Linked DNA regions of Callithrix jacchus: region 1 is linked to region 2. Evidence: chromatin contacts called from public Hi-C data. All regions are on one chromosome and are shown on one strand. Each heading gives the region's core, a stretch centred on a gene start, on an enhancer-like site or on the middle of the called end of the contact. The rest is flanking DNA. Distances are from core to core; before and after follow the strand shown. Region 1 holds the start of RPL29 (ribosomal protein L29). Region 2 holds the start of POC1A (POC1 centriolar protein A).

Region 1 (4,608 bases), core at 1,441-3,940, 160 kb before region 2:
TGTTGGGGAACTAACACAACCCAGAGCAGTGGATGCTGACCGGGTGCACCAAGAGCTTCAGTCTGGGACACCTCGGGCCAGAGTGCAGAGCTGCTCAGTGGAGCCTGTTCCCCTCCCTTGGAGTATGCTTCAAGACCTCATGAGGATGTTTAAGATTTCTCCCTTTGCTCGACAGCTTACCCAGTTCAACAAGCTATGTGTCGAAACTTCCCACAAGCCCCCAATCATTTCTCATTCATTAGGTCCGCTCTTTCACTTCAGGGCCCCATCTCCTGACTCCCACCCACAACCCACCCTCCACAGAAAGCTAATGTCTTCTCCCACACCAACAGATGGAGCAACCAACCCCAGCCCCAGGATCATAGACAGAGGCTAACTAATCCTGCCTCAGGTTTATTTGTACAAATAGCACAGGAGGACCCCAGCCCCATGCAGATGGCAGCCCCAGGGGAGTTACACCAGTCCTTCTGTCCTCGCATTGGCAGACAAAGATATCTATTCTGAAGCCTTTGTAGGGGCCTGGGCACCTTTGAGAGCCTGAGCTGGAACTGAAACTGGAGCTGAAGCCTGGGCCTTGGTTTGATCCTTGGCCTTGGCCTTGACCTTGACCTTTGGCCGGCAGAGCCTGAGCCCCTTGGCAATGCGTGCCCGAGCACGCTTCCCAAGCTTGGGGTGGGCAATGTAGGCAAGTCGATCGAGCTTGCGGCTGACACCCTTTGGGATCTTGGGCTTAACCTCCTTGGGCTTTACGAGGGCCTTGATGGCCTCAGCTCGTGCACTCATGGCCTTGGCATTGTTGGCCTGCATCTTCTTTAGGCCCTTCTTGTTGTGCTTCTTGGCAAAGCGCATGTTCCTCAGGAACTTGGGGTCCACCTGAAAAGCAGGAAAGGTACAGGTGGCAGCATGTGGGTCTGCAAGTCTCTCCCTGGTGCCCCTCTCCACAGGGGTACCCAATGTTCTAAAGACAGCATCAAGTCAACCTCAAATGTGGCCAATACCCAACCTCTTGAAACTATTTCCAGAGAAGGTGGACCACCACCCCAAGGAGACAATACTCCACCTGGCTAATGCTGTGCAGACCTCCTCCAAGAACAAAAAAAACCGCTTTGCTGCCCTGTCAGCCAACGTTTCAAGACTTCAACTACAGCAGGGGTTCAACCAAGCTTTTTTTTTTCTGACATCCCCTCAGGGACACCCCTCCCTTCTATAGAAGGCGTCAATTAAATACCAAGTCTGGTCCAATAGACTCATAACCGAGGCAGAATATGGGGAAACTGAGGCTCAGGGTTTGTGATTCACTCCACAGAATGGAGAGCAAAAGTAAAGGGAACAGACTGAGGACAGACTCAGCTCTCCCCTAGACCCTCCATCCTTCTCAGTGAATCCTTAGAACCCCCTAAGACAGGAAAAGCAGCTGACCCCAAGTCCAGCACTGGGTCAGATCAAGGTCATAAGGCTGGTCAGTGGGGTAAGGGAAAGATCATAAGGTGTCCTGCACACACTGAGACAAGGCCACGCTGTACCCTTACCCTAAGTGCCACTGCTGAGTGAGGGAGATGGCCAAACAAACTGCTCTCAGGAGACAGGTTATGCCCTGACCAGAGGGTCACACTTCAGGCTGGGTAAGACCAAGGAAAGCTTTATTATGGGGCTAGTAGGGTAGAAAAAGGAATTGCAGGCTTTGGATGGGCCAGTTAGGCTCTGCTCAGGCAGAAGCTGAAGCTAGAGAAAAACTATATGAAAGGCCTTGACTGTGCACCTGGAATCAAGAAAAGACACATCCATGTGATTCAGTCCATACTCACCCCCTTAAGAGACTCGTATCTTTGTGATCGGGGTTTCTTGATACCATTTCTGTGCCATTTTCGGGCTGTAAGAGGGAAAGGGAATTAAGCCACAATGAACTTTCCTCTAATAAAACCACCCAACATCACAGCTGGCAAGGCTGGGTGAACCAAGGCTTCCTACAGGAGCTACAGCTGAGGTATGGGAAACCCTTACCACTGAGTGCAAAACACTGTATCTCAAGCGGATCTCTAAACCTATAACCCTAAAGGTATTACCCTAAAGGTGAAATCAATCAGCCTCAGGCCCAAAATAGAAACATGCCCCTTCATCCCCGCCCCAGTTTGCCTGAATCAGTCCTTACCAGGGTCTGGGATGTGGGCAGGGCCCAAAAAACTTACACTGGTTGTGTGTGGTGTGGTTCTTGGACTTGGCCATGTCTGCACCTGGAAGACAAGAGTGGAGATCAGGGCGAGAAGCTCGCCAGGCTGGGCCACCTCTGCCCCCCGATCTGGTGAAACGCAAGACGAGAAACCAGAATGAATCCGCAGACAGACGCTTTGGATCTGCAGCCTCCACCAGTCTCGACTCGCTCTGCACGACCCGACGCCAGTTCTCGACTCCTAAACCCAGGTAATGATGCCCTGAAATCAACCCCCTACCCCCAGAAGGCTGCGCTCCCCAATAAAGTGGCTTTCCCTGCCATCCTCCTCTTTAGGATCTAGAAACACCATTCCCACCCCGCAGCTTTCGCTCCCCACAGACACACAGCCGGTCAGCCGTCCTCTCCGCAGCCTGCGCCCCGCCGCCGCCCGTAAGTCGCGGATGGCATCGGATACCGCGCGGCAAACACTCACCCAAGCCGCGGTTCCCGAAGCTCCTAGGACCGGAAGAGAAAGGAGCCGCAGTGCAGCACGGGAAATAAGGTCAACAGCGCCGGAAAGTACTACTGGAAATGCTCCCCCCGGCTCCGGGAAGAAAGGTTCCGAAGCCCGGAAGAACGCAAGCCAGACGGGGAGACGGTGCTACGAGCTTGGCTCCGCCCCCTTGAGGCTGTGACCTCGCCGGTTTCTCCAGGACCGGGCTCTTCAAGTCTATTCAGGATCCTGAAAGCGAAAGGAGTCCTTGAGGGATGGATGTTGGGCAAGATCTGTGCTCTTTTTTCATTTTTTATTTTTGGGACGGAGTCTCACTCTGTTGCCCAGGCTGGAATGCAATGGCGCGATCTCGGCTCACTGCAACCTCCGCCTCCTGGGTTCAAGGGATTCTTCTGCCTCAGCCTCTCCGAGTAGCTGGGATTACAGGCGTGTGCCACCACTCTCCGCTAATTTTTGTATTTTTAGTAGAGACGGGGTTTCACCCTGTTGGCCATGCTGGTCTTGAACGCCCGACCTCAGGTGATCTGCCCGCCTCAGCCTCCCAAAGTGCTGGGATTACAGGCATGAGCCATCACGACCGGCCAGGAGATCTGTGTTCCTAAAAAGCACCCAAACAGGAGATCTACCCGACCTGGTCGGGCACGGTAGCTCACGCCTGTAATCCCAGAACTTTGGGAGGCCAAGGCGGGCAGATCACCTGAGGTCAGGAGTTCAAGACTAGCCTGACCAACATGAAGAAACCCCATCTCTACTAAAAATATAAAATTAGCTGGGAGTGGTGGTGCATGCCTGTAATCCCAGCTACTTAGGGAGGCTGAAGCAGGAAAATCGCTTGAACCCAAGAGGTGGAGGTTGCGGTGAGCCGAGATCATGCCATTACAGCGCCATTGCACTCCAGCCTGGCAACAAGAGTGAAACTCCACCAAAAAAAGAAAAAAGCACCCCTGACTTGCGGAGTAGGAGCAGAGGGAAGGAAGGAGAGAAGGATGCCTGGACCTAAGGGAGGACAGTGGGAATGCAGAGGAATGGATAAGGAAAGGGTCTTGGAACACAGAAGATGAGGGAGAGAAAGGAGGCAAGGATAGCCCTATGTCTTTGGCTTGACAACTGAATGAATGGTGGTGCTGTTTACAGAGATGGAAGACTGAGAGGGGAGCAGGGGGCTTTGGTTGTTGTGTTTTGAGGGGGAGTGAGATGTTTTCCTCAGACACATTATATGTGAGATGCCTGTTGGAACTCAGAATTGAGTAAGTATTGCCTCTAACAGCTCTGTGGCCCTCCATCTTTTCCCCCTATAGTTCATTTTCCATGTGGCAGTGGGGCTTGGTGACTCATTTTAAAATTCAAATTAGATCCTGTCCCTTAAATCTGCAAGGACATCCTCTTGCATTGAAGATCAATTCTTTACCCCACTTGACCCTGGCAGCCTCTCTTTATCATTTACTTCTCTTCAAACCCATGGCCTTTCTTTCCTGCCAAGCACAAATGTGTGTTCTGCCTCAGGACCTTTGCGCTTGCTATCCCAGCTAGCTGGTCGGCCCTTCTCCCTGTTTGGATGGTGTGCTCCTTACAGAGGCCTCCCTGGACTGCACTATCTAAAACAGAGAACCTCTGCCTTGTCTCCCAGTTACTCTGTGTACTCTCATGGTTTGCTTTTTTTTTTTTTTTTTTGAGATGGAGTCTTGCCCTGTTGCCCAGGCTGTAATACAGTGGCAGAGTCTCAGCGCACGACATCCTCCACAGGCCAGGTTCAGGCAATTCCCCTGCCTCAGCCTCCTGAGTAGCTGGGACTACAGGTGTGCACCACCACGCCCAGCTAATTTTTCTGTATTTTAGTAGAGACAGGCTTTCACCATATTGGCCAGGATGGTCTCAATCTCCTGATGTCATGGTCTGCCCGCCTTGGCCTCCCAAAGTGCTGGGATTACAGGCGTGAGCCACTGTA
Region 2 (4,418 bases), core at 1,864-4,363:
TCCACATAATTCCTATCAAAATCCCAGGTGTCTTTTTTGCAGAAACTGTCAAGCTGATCCCAAAATTCACATGAAAATGCAAGATACTGAGAATAAAATAAAATGATCTTGGGAAAAAAAAAAAAAAACAGACACTGTGGAAAGCAATCTGGCAGTTCCTCAAAAAGTTAAAGATAGGTCAGGTACAAAGGCTCACACCGTTAATCCCCACACTTTGGGAGGCTGAGGCAAGAGGATCACTTGAAGCCAGGAATTCAAGACCAACCTGGGCAACACAGCAAAATCCTGTCCCTACAAAAAAATTAAAGAATTAGCCAGGCGGAGTGGCTCGTGTCTGTAGTCCCAGATACTCGGGAGGCTGAGATGGGAGGACTGCTTGAGCACAGGAATTCAAGGTTATGGTGAGCTCTGATCACACCACTGTACTCCAGCCTCAACAACAGAGCAAGACTCTGACTCTTAAAAAAAAAAAAGTAGCTAACCTGGCACAGCGGCTCACGCCTGTAATCCCAGCACTTTGGGAAGCAAAGGCAGGAGGATCACCTGAGGTCAGGAGTTCAAGACCAGTCTGGCCAACATGGTGAAATCACCCTCCCTACTAAAAATACAAAAATTAGCTAGGTATGGTAGTAGGTGCCCGTAGTCCCAGCTATTTGGGAGGCTGAGGCAGGAGAACTGCTTGAACCTGGGAGGAGGAGGTTGCAGTGAACCAAGATTGAACTACTGCACTTAAGCCTGGCTGGAGTTAGACTCTGTCTCAAAAGATAAATAGATGAATATATATATAGTAAAGCATGGTTAGCAAATGACCCAGCAATTGTAGGTAAATACTCAAAAGCATTGAAAACGTGGCTTATGCAAGAACTTGTACAAAAATGTTCAGAGCAGCAAAGAAAATCTTAATAGCTATTAAGAAAATATAATAGCCAACAAGTGAATGAACCCAAATGTCAATCAACACACGAATGAATAAACCAAATGCAGCATATCCATACTACAGAATAGTATATAGCCATTAAGAAGGACTGAGTGCTGATGCTTGCTGCAACATGGATGAACCTTGAAAACATGCTAAGTGAAAGAAATCAAACATGAAAGGCCACATTTTGTCTAATTCCATTCAGATGAAAAGTTCAGAATAGTCAAATCTATAGAGATAGAAAGTATTAATATACTAGTGATTGCCAAGGGTTGGGAGAAAATAGGGAAAGGGAAGAAGCAGCGAGCATGACTGTCATTGAGCATGGGGTTTCTTTCTGGGATGATGAAAATATTCTGGAATTAGTGACTATAGTTGCACAACACTGTGAATACACTAAAAAAAACTACTGAACTGTACACTTTGAGAGGTGAATTCTATGGAATGTGAATATCTTAATAATTTTTTAAAAGCCTAGAGAGAGAAATTAGGAACCTTACAGCATCCCCCCATCCCATCTCAGGAATCAGATCCTATCACCTCAATGCCACCACAGACTGGCCAGTGAACCCAAAAGGTCAGCCCTGGACAGGTCCTCATGGCATCACCACCACCTCCACTCTACCCATCATCAGAGAAAGAGCAAGGCCATTCAGGACATTGCTTAGAAAAACAGCAAAAAGAATATTCCAGACTATCTCCATCCAATAGTAGCTTGTGTCTCAATGCTTAAAGGTTATAATTCAGCCATCCAAACATCTCCCCCTACTCTAAATATCAGAAATCTCAAGGGAACGTTTTGGGTGCTCCAGGGAGCCCAAAGCCTCCTCCTGGGAAAGGATATCCTTAGGGAACAGCAAAGCCACTGCCACCCTACAAAGCAGTAACTAGAATAAAGGCCCTACGGCCTTGTGCCCAGCTCCACCCCTTAACACACCTGTCAGTCTTCTTTCAACAACAAAGGGAGTAGCAGCTGGGGGAGGGCCCCCAACAGAGCCTTCTGCTCTCACCTGAGCTTCTAGAAAGAACATGGGTAAGAGAGTGCCTGCCTCTAGGCTCAGTGGGAAGAGGCAAGTCCAAGTTCACCCCGACCCGTAGGTCCCATCATACCTCTCCACATCACCTCCCCTCTGTAGTTCCCTGCATGTGGGCCTCATCTCCCTCAACAGTGGTTTATACATGCGAGGACATGAAGGGAGGTAGAGGACCAGATTAGGAGTCAAAAGGTCTGGATCCTAGCCTAAACCCTCCGTCCAAGTCCTCAAGTACCTCAGGGCACCACCCAGCCTCCCTGACTCTCCCATCAGCCAGAGGGCCAGGCACGTTCAAAGGAATCTCTCGAAATGAGGACCTCTGGAGGAGTGTGGACTCAGAGACGGCGGCTCTGCCCGGCTCACACTGCAGGCCCGGGCATCCCAGTGTCCTGCTGTATCCACGTGCTGGAGCAGGGTGTACCCGCAACAAGACCCCATGCAGCCATCCACTGCTAAGAACAGGGAGAAAGGCTAGAGAGGCACGATACCGGCCCCAGGTCACAAGTGAGTCAGGACGTGGTCGTGTGTCCCACGCTAGGATGCAAACTATGGAGGCAGAAACCTGTTTGTTCGCTCCAGAAACCCGACGCAGTGCCTGGCACGCAGGAAGCGCTCAGAAAGTGCCCGACCCAGCGCCCCCTGCACAGACGGTAAACTGGACCTGAAGAGGACCACCCTGGAACCCGGCACCTCACCCGCCCCTCGCAGCCATCGCTCTGGCGACTAGGCGCCCAGTGTCCCAACGGAGAGACTGAGGTCTGGGGAAGCTGCAGTCAGCTGGGCTTACCGCGCAGGGCGCAGCCATGGCGGGGCTGGCGGCACCGGAGGCTAAAGCGGTGGCCGTTGCAATCTGTTCAGTTTCCGCGCCCCCAACGACCACCAATAGCAACGCGGGTCGCTTCGCCACGCCACGCCCACCTCAATTAAAGGAGAAGCGCCTCAGCTTTTTGCCCCACGACTGAAGGCAGAGCTATATGACCGGCACCACAGTCTCTGTGCCCAGATCCGTAAACCCAGGCAACCCACAGACAGCGCCGCCAAAAGCCTCTGTCCGCCGCCACTCATTCCGCCTGAGAAATTAAGAGAACCAGGATGAGGGGTTCACCCCACCGGCCAGTCTTCAGGCTGCTCTAACGGCGAGCGCAGCCTTCTGGGAAATGCAGTTCCAAGCCGCCCGCGCCCCTATATCCGGAGGAAGTTGGAACTACACTTCCCAAGATGACGTGAGGGCGGGCCGGGTTTTACCACCCGAAGCGACGGCCTTAAGGATCCGGGAAGCGGAGGACAAGTGGGTTGCTGTGATCAGGTTGCCTTAAAGCACCCGCGTGCGCCGGCGCAGCCAGGTTTTCCCGCAGGAACCTATTGATAACTGAGTATTCGCCTCTCGGGAACTCTCAATGGTTCGCCAGTCCGAACGTTCCTAGGACAGGCGTCGATTTTAAAGAACATAAGTTACTTGGAATCACAACCATGGAGTGGAGAGATCTAGGTTCGGATTCCCAGTTCTCGCTCTGATTGGCTGTGTGATCTCAGGAAAACGCCTCTCCTCTGTCCACCAGTTTACCCATTTGTAACACTAGGAAGCATGGTGCAGCCCGGCCCTGTCAGGGCAGGATCCTCCGTCCAAGTCCTCAAGTGCCTCAGGGCATCACAGGCTACCACCCAGCCTCCCTGACTCTCCATTCAGCCAGAGGCCCAGGCCCGTTCAAAGGAATCTCTTGAAATGAGACCCTTCAGGCCTGAGAAGCTGTTAGAAATCCAGTCTTTAAAAGGAGAGGCCAGGGACGGTGGCTCACGCCTGTAATCCCAGCACTTTGAAAGCCACTTAGGGAGGCTGAGGTGAGTGGGTCACCTGAGGTCAAAAGTTGGAGACCAGCCTGGCCAACATGGTAAAACCCCCATCTCTACTAAAAATACAAAAATTAGACGGGCGTGGTGCTGTGTGCCTGTAATCCCAGCTAGGCAGAAAGCTGAAGCAGAATTGCTTGAACTCGGGAGGCAGAGGTTGCAGTGAGTCAAGATGGTGCCACTGCTCTCCAGCCTGGGGGACACTCACTCCGTATCAATAAGTAAATAAAATTAAAATAAATAAACAAGGAGGCAATCCAGGGGTCTGGCCACCAGAGGCCATCCTTACTCACTTTCTGCAATCAGAAGGCCCAGTGTCCGTAGATTTTTCCTTTACCCCGCCTCCCTGGGGGGGCATCTTCTCAACCTGCAACTGACCTAAACTGGATGTTTTGCAAGATTCAGGGCAGGCCAACTGGGCCAAACTCCAGCATTGATTGCAAGCTGGCCAGGCCCTGAGGTTTCTTGCCACATACTGAGACCTGAGATCTGCAAACCAGAGTTCGGTTCTCAGAAACTGGCACATGGAGTTGGCATGTGTCATCACAGCAAAGGCCAGATACAAGAAAGGAGGATACGTTTCATCCACTTTTTACTGTGATTTGGCATAGAGTTGT

Evidence for each region. Hi-C and Micro-C count contacts between places; a contact is called where the count stands out from the background.
Region 1: a Hi-C map of skeletal muscle shows a contact between it and region 2, with 4 times the contacts expected there. The contact joins the promoter of RPL29 here to the promoter of POC1A in region 2. A contact is called at or near these places in 2 of 3 Hi-C or Micro-C datasets (both in skeletal muscle).

The regions. Positions count from the first base shown.
Region 1 is chr15:34,533,279-34,537,886 of calJac240_pri, forward strand. RPL29 (ribosomal protein L29) reads right to left here and starts at 2,691. Exons shown (of 5, transcript XM_078351061.1): 1 at 2,643-2,691; 2 at 2,343-2,408; 3 at 2,187-2,231; 4 at 1,806-1,870; 5 at 381-873. The coding sequence starts at 2,223. The coding sequence ends at 496.
Region 2 is chr15:34,691,867-34,696,284 of calJac240_pri, forward strand. It overlaps POC1A (POC1 centriolar protein A), which reads right to left and starts at 3,114. Exons shown (of 10, transcript XM_078351068.1): 1 at 2,741-3,114.